Regions from separate parts of the Gossypium arboreum genome. Here region 1 is linked to region 2. The links are chromatin contacts, called in public Hi-C maps. All regions are on one chromosome and are shown on one strand. Each heading gives the region's core, a stretch centred on a gene start, on an enhancer-like site or on the middle of the called end of the contact. The rest is flanking DNA. Distances are from core to core; before and after follow the strand shown.

Evidence for each region. A called contact is a pair of places that touch in the nucleus more often than the background predicts.
Region 1: a contact with region 2 is called in a Hi-C map of leaf, with 2.7 times the contacts expected there. The contact joins the promoter of LOC108486417 here to the promoter of LOC108484059 in region 2. A contact is called at or near these places in 2 of 5 Hi-C or Micro-C datasets (both in leaf).

What each region holds. Positions count from the first base shown.
Region 1 is chr6:93,316,442-93,320,379 of ASM2569848v2, reverse strand. LOC108486417 (probable sarcosine oxidase) reads left to right here and starts at 2,354. Exons shown (of 1, transcript XM_017790470.2): 1 at 2,354-3,938. The coding sequence starts at 2,685. The coding sequence ends at 3,917.
Region 2 is chr6:93,053,493-93,057,412 of ASM2569848v2, reverse strand. It overlaps LOC108484059 (probable WRKY transcription factor 17), which reads left to right and starts at 2,468. Exons shown (of 4, transcript XM_017787686.2): 1 at 2,468-3,332; 2 at 3,849-3,920. The coding sequence starts at 2,608.

The sequences.
Region 1 (3,938 bases), core at 1,105-3,604, 260 kb before region 2:
GGATAAACCCAAATTAAACAACGAACATGAATGAATAGAGAAAATCAGACAAAAATATTTACGTAGAAAAACTTCTGTTAAAAGGATAATAAAACCACAAGCAAAGGAAACTTCACTAAAATGACAAATAATCAATAATGAATACAAGGTGGAGAAACAAAAATAAACCCGAACCCAAGATACAAAGTTCTCTCAAAATTCCCACAAAACTCTCTCTTAATTGTGTTGTTGAATCCAACTCTCTAAGGTTGCTAAAATCCCTATTTATAGACTAAAATTCGTGGGCTAATCTGATTGAAATGTCTTTAGAGTTGTTAGAGTTTGACTGAGAAAAGATAGCAGAGTTTAATTAGGAGAAAACACCTAATTTAGTAAGGAACACATCGCCACGTCGTGACGTCACTATCGGCTCGTCAGGACATCACATGTCCCGTCATCGAGACTTCGGGTTCTTCTCATCGGGACGTTGTGTGTCATGTCGTTGAGATGTCGGCTCTTCGTCATCACGATGTCAGATCCATTTCGGCCAAAATGTGAGGCACACTCCATAAGAAACTGAATGAAAAACAAACTCCTAATTCAATAAAACTTCTAATTGGCTAAACAATAAGTAATTTTAGTTGCACTAAATCTTCTTGACAACTAAGAAATATAAAACCTCTAAGCAACATAAAATATTTAAAAATATCCTAAAATTCGAAATAAATAAATACAAAAAATATATAACTTAATAAATAAAAATAGAGGATTATTTATAATCAAAATTAAGCTTTAAAATCAAACTCAATATGATTTAAACACGAATAAGAGCTCAAAACTCATAATTCCCATAATAATCTCGTCCTAAAAATTATGCTTATACAGTCTTTACTAAAATGGTCATAACTCGAGCTACCGAGTTCAGAATAAGATAATTCAAAGTGAGTTTTGAATTTAAGAGATCAATCGTTCATCGATTAGAAGACATCTTAACTAGAAAAATGTCTAGATTTCATTAAAAATATGTTGCAAGTTAACTGATTTTTAAGAACTTAAAATTGATAGCTTCAAAGTGAACTAAATTTAAAAGATGTCACCCTATCTGTACATGTATTAATCTATGTATTAAATTGGACATTAAAATTTAACTCAAATATTAAATTGAGATAAAAAATTTTAAATATCCAATTAATTATTAAAACTAAATCAAATATTAAATTATACATTAGACTTAAATCATTCTGAGCTTGCAAGTTGTAAGAAGTTCTAATTTCGGAGGACAATAAAGATGATGAGTGAATATGTTATTGTTAGTGGGTCAAATGTTTAGTCATTGATGAGTCAGCCATGCCACATTCAATTTGTCGTTATGATAGATTGATGCTACAATGCCAGTCTGTATATTGCAGAACCTACTGAATAAACAAAATCATTTCAATTGTGATTGCATTAGGTAAACCAAGACCCTCCATTTTTGGAACCTGCTTAAAACAAACACCATGTTATTAATTTCTCAGCATACATGCATAAATACACTGAGCTTATAATCAAATAATAATACTAAAGTGGGCCATCATAGAAAGCAAAAGATCAATTAACCATAAAAAGAAAAAAAGAAAAAAAAGAAAGGGATAAATGGATGGTGACAAAAATGAAGGGTGTTGCACAAATAAAGCTACCTAATATGACAAAGGGATTGGCTTTCCACAAGATTCTCATTATCAACTCTTTTTTTAAATGATAAAGTCCCTTTCTTTTTTTTTTCAATAAAGTCCTATTTCATCATTAAGAAGACTTCATTTCAACCTTAATTGTGGTGGCCATCAATGTGCAGCAAAAGTATAATGTTTTTCCTTGCACTTGATTTTGATGCCATTGCATTAATTATGCTCATTGTTGTTGTATTTCTGTTATATTTAGTGCATTGACTTAACTCAAAATTGAATTATGTGATTTGTTTTTTCTTTTTTAAATGATTACGTGGTTAAATAAGCAAATACGGTGTTGTAAGATTATTCAGACTTTTTTCATTACTTTCATCATATTAAATTTAAAATGTCACATAATTTTCTGTGTCATAATTAATTTTAAACAAAAACAATTTTACAAATTTGAGAAAATATAAAAAAATTAATTTCAAAACATTGGGTTTTGTTAAGAAAACACGAGATCTTTTTTATTAACAACAATAATCATGGGTAAAAATAATCATAAAATTCAAAAGTTTAAATCTTTTTATTGTGCAAATCAAACTTAATTCAAGTTTAACTCGAACAAAAATGCTTACAACAACTTTAATATAAATATTTTAAGGATTCTATTAATTAAACTATAATTATTAAATGAACGGAATTGAGGAATTTTATAGAATTAAAAGAAAGGACTGAATCTAAAATGTGAAAAAATACATGAACTGGAAGCATAATTAGAACATGAAACGTTCCAAATATATTGCTTACCAACTTTCGTATGTATTACGGAATTTAGCATTAATCTTTAGTCAAATCAGGAAGAAACAAACAACATATGGCAATAATGAAATTACCTCCCAAATGTGGGCCTTTTTTTACATTAAAATATCATTTTAGATGCCTACTGCTATTGGCTAGTACTACTATATATGCCACACACTGCGAAATAATAACTAAGCCAAGTTGAAAGGAATAGCTAAACCCCCTTTCTGTCACTGTAACAGTGCGACGAATATGGGATATTCGGACTTTGAATTTGACGTAATCGTCGTAGGGGCGGGCGTCATGGGGAGCTCCACGGCGTACCAACTAGCCAAAAGAGGCCAAAAAACGCTACTCCTCGAGCAGTTTGACTTTCTCCACCATCGAGGTTCGTCTCACGGCGAGTCACGCACCATACGAGCAACGTACCCTGAAGACTACTACTTCGGCTTGGTCGATGAGTCCTATCGGTTGTGGGAGCAGGCTCAATCTGAAATCGGGTTCAAGGTTTACTTCAAGGCCCAACAGTTCGACATGGGTCCATCCGACACCAAGGGTCTCCTTTCTGTGATCGCTACTTGTCGAAAGAACGCCATCCCGTACCAAGTCCTCGATCACCGGGAAGTCGCTGAAAGATTTTCGGGACGGATCAATATACCGGAGGACTGGATTGGTGTGTCGTGCGAGCTTGGCGGCATCATCAAGCCCACCAAGGCAGTGTCAATGTTCCAAATGCTGGCTTTCAAGAATGGTGCATGCCTTAAGGACAACATCAAAGTGGTTAGCATAAACAAAGATGGTGACCGAGGACTGAAGGTAGCTGCAAGTAATGGTGAAATTTTTTGGGGCAAAAAATGTGTGGTGACAGTGGGTGGTTGGATGAGAAATTTGGTTAAAACGGTGTGCGGCATTGAACTTCCTATCCAACCATTGGAAACCAATGTATGTTATTGGCGGATTAAGGACGGACACGAGGTCGAGTATACAATTGGAAATGATTTTCCGACGTTCGCTAGCTACGGACATCCATACATTTATGGAACACCGTCACTGGAGTACCCGGGATTGATTAAAGTAGCAGTACATGGAGGCTATCAATGTAACCCAGACAAAAGGCCATGGGGACCAGGACTTGTGCCCGACTCATTAAAGCAATGGGTTGAGCAAAGATTCAAAGGGAAAGTCGATTCGAGCAAACCAGTCATAACTCAATTGTGTGTGTACTCGATGACACCTGATGAGGATTTCGTGATCGATTTTTTGGGAGGGGAGTTCGGGAAGGATGTGGTGATCGGAGGTGGGTTTTCAGGTCATGGGTTCAAGATGTCACCCGCGATAGGGAGGATATTGGCTGATTTAGCGCTTATAGGAAAGGCAAAGGGAGTTGAGCTAAAACAGTTCAGGATAGCAAGATTTGAGGAGAATCCTAGAGGGAACATTAAGGAATATGAAGATCAAGTTGGGTTATTAAAAAGTACATTGTGATTACTTGATTCTGTATGTATT
Region 2 (3,920 bases), core at 1,219-3,718:
ATTAAAATTTAATCTCATTTATCATTTAAAAGACTGGTGAAGCAATTCAGCTTGATAACCTGAATCACAGACTTTTAATTTTAATTAGATTATTATTATTTTGTTGTATTATGATTCAATTATATAATGTAACTTAATATTAGTTAAATATTAAATAATTAATAAGTTAATATTTATTTTTATTTTATTTTATGCATAAAAATTGTCGAGGATATTATACAAAAATATTAATGAGGATAATAAAATTTTATTAAGGTAATTTATTTGAAAATTACAAGTACATTTGGTGACTGCACTAGATCCCAACATGTTATGCATTTGAAATAGTTTCAATAAAAAATTAATTCTATATACAATTTAAATAATTCATAAAATACATTAAATTATAAACAATGGTTAAAATTATGATTTGGCTTTAAAAAGCAAAAGCATGCATTTCTCAAATGCAAAAATGCAAAATATGTGCTTTTACATTTGATTAACTTAAAATCAATCTATTTACCATCGCTGATGAAAGCAGTTTAAAAAACCAAACAATGTTTTAACTGCATGGCTAATGAAATTTTGTATGGAATTTTTTTAAATTTAAATATTCGAGATTAAAATAATACTAGAATTTGAATATTTTAAATATAGTAGATACAAATATTTAACTGCCGGACACCTGTTATTAACTTAATCATAATTACACTTTATTTTATCATTTTTATTTGATCTCAATGTTGTAAATCTAATTGCATTTTATAGGAATGCAATTCATTCATAATAGCTACAAAATACAATGATTTTCAATTAGGAAACAATGCTGAAATATAAGATCGGGATGATGATAATTTTCAGAAATGATATATTTTTTATATAAATATAATCTTAATTATGTTTAAAAATATTATATTCTTTTTGGCAAACAATTATAATATATATTATTCTAGTTAATATAATTACTTTTAATAATCATTTGTATTTCTCTGTTTTAATCCAAATATATATCTCATTGAATACTTTTATTATTATTATTTTTTAACCTCACAAAAATAATAATGAAGTGAGATAAGCAGTGTGAAAGACAGTATTGAGGGACTCGGTCCATTTTCTTCACTGGGTACCGGCTAATATTTCATGACTCATTAAAAGTGATGCCACGTGGCTACTTAATAGTCAACTCTGTCATGAGCTAAACAACCGTTAGATTCGCGGTGGAATAATCGAAGGGTTAAGAAAAGAATTACCGGCACCATCCGGTTTTGTAGAAAAAATAAAAATAAAAAAGTTGGTCAACTGTTTTATATTAATAAAAAGGGAAGGACTACACGTGATTCCCGACTTTTAGTCAGCTTTGAGCCTATCTTTGAAATTCTTTTCAATGTAAAATTTGTTTAAATTTAACATTCAATATCTCAAAATTTCAACTTTTTATCAACAGATTTGATTGGCTTAAGACATTTTCACTATGAATTAAAAAAAAAAAAAACTAACACTAATGTTTCTAGATATCATCCATTCAAGTTTTGTTTTGTCTAATATGAAAATTGATTTAATTTTGCCATTCCTTTTGAGTTTCAATGTGAAAGGATAATATAAAAACTAAAATTGACTTCACCCATCACCCTAAGAGTTCAATCAGACCTCAATCCATGCCTACAAATATTTGCATTTCAAGAAAGCAAAATCAAAATGAAGTATGATACATAACGACTCCTCTTCTCCATGCCTAAGGAGGAAAAACTCATGTACCAACTTCGAAATAAAACCAATACAAAAGAAACCTAAACATAACTATGCTTGTTGGGTTTGATTAGTAATAGTAAGAGTTTCTACTTTATATGGTCATCGTCAACGTTGTTGATAAGTTATTTCAAATCCCTCATTTACTCCTTTGGACCAAAACCAAATCTTACATCATTTTCTTCTCGCCTTGGGTCCAAAACTTCCAAGAAAAACAATAACAATACGATGCAAAAGCAATTAGGTTTAATTTTGGTCTTGCTCTCTCTTCTCTTTCCACATTTCAATTTCAGTCTCTTTCCTTTTAATCTAAAAAATCTACTCCAAATTAATAATTCAAAATGAATTGATAATCATTATAAAAAATTATTTTTAAATTGGATTACGTATTAAATTTAAAATTATAAGGTTTTGTGTTTGAATTTAAATATATATAATGAACCATAGATTTTGGGAGGCTTTATATTGGCCATAGAATCAATTTTACTTTAGAAAAATGCTATATAAGCCAGTTTAATTAAAGTTTTTAGATTGCACTTTAATTATTAAATTAGAAAGTAAAATTAGAGATTAAATTTAAAATGTGTAATCAGTACAGGGACTGAGAACAGAATTTAGATCTAACAATTATCAATGCTTTCTCCATGAAATTCTTAAAATCAATCTTAGCCGTTGGATTAAACTCCACTACGGATTCCCATCATATCTATTACCCGGTCACCCGGTCATCGTTCAACCTTTATAATCAACCCTTGTTGCTCCCACATCTCTAACTCTTTGCCTTTCATCTTCATCCCCTCCTTTTTCGCAGGCTTCAATGACTTGCTGACCTCTCAAGTTACCTTCCCTGCAAAGCTTCGTTTCTGTTTCTTTAACCTCAAAATGGCGGTGGATCTGATGAATTTTCCGAAGATGGATGATCAGATGGCGGTACAAGAGGTTGCATCGCAAGGCTTGAAGGGCATGGAACACCTGATCCGTCTCCTTTCTCACCAGTCCAAAAACGTCGACTGCACCGACCTCGCCGATCTCACCGTCTCTAAATTCAAAAAGGTCATTTCACTTCTCAACAGAACCGGTCACGCTCGTTTCAGACGCGGGCCGATTCAACCCCTTTCTTCCTCATCTTCGCCCTCGACATCATCCTCTGCTTCTCTGTCTGTTCCGAATTCTCAAAACAATCTAACTCTAACTTCTGCTGCGATCTCAACGCCGGCGAACATAAATACGGCGCTGGTCGGTACTTCGGTTATCAGTCCTTCTAGCTTCGTTCAATCGCAGCCGCAGAGTTTGACTCTGGACTTTACAAAACCTAATTTATTTGGCTCCAACGGTAAAAGTACCGAGTTGGAGTTCACAAAAGAAAGCCTTAGCGTTTCCTCTAACTCTTCGTTTATGTCTTCTGCCATCACCGGAGATGGCAGCGTCTCGAACGGGAAGCAGGGATCATCTCTATTCTTGGCGCCGGCACTGGCCGTTTCGACGGGAAAGCCACCGCTATCGTCGACACCGTTCAAGAAGAGATGCCATGAACATGACCACTCCGATAACGTTTCCAGCAAGATATCTGGCTCCGGCAATAGCAAGTGCCATTGCTCAAAGCGAAGGTATATAATATTGTTTTCCTAGTTTTATCCTCCAATTCATGGCATATTTTAACCGGCAGTTTAGGTTTTTGACTTTTATGGGATACCGTAAACAAAATTCAAAGTCGAATAATTTAAAGTAACTTAATGAGTTAACTCGAGTCGAGTTGCTTTGAAACCGGCCGAGTTTAGCTGTAATCAATATCATGTAGAATTATTGGTCAAAGCCTGGGGGATTGTTGAACAGTTTAGGCATATTAAATGATAGAGCGCGCGTGATAACGACAAAAGCTGTAATTTTAATTGGGAGTGGCAATCAAATTTCTGAACCTCGGTATTACAACTATTTTGTCTTATGAGATGCTTTTCAAGTTTGACTTTTCTTTTTGGTTGAATAAAGATAAAATAAAAAAAAGAAGGGGGGGGGGGACCATAGCACTGGTGGTGCATGCATGATAGGGAATCCTACTCCGCTTTATTATTTTAGGTCAAATTATTGCTTATGGTTTGTGTATTGGTTAATTGAATAATTTTCAGGAAAAATAGGGTGAAGAAAGTAATAAGGGTTCCTGCCATAAGTTCGAAGATCGCCGATATTCCACCAGACGA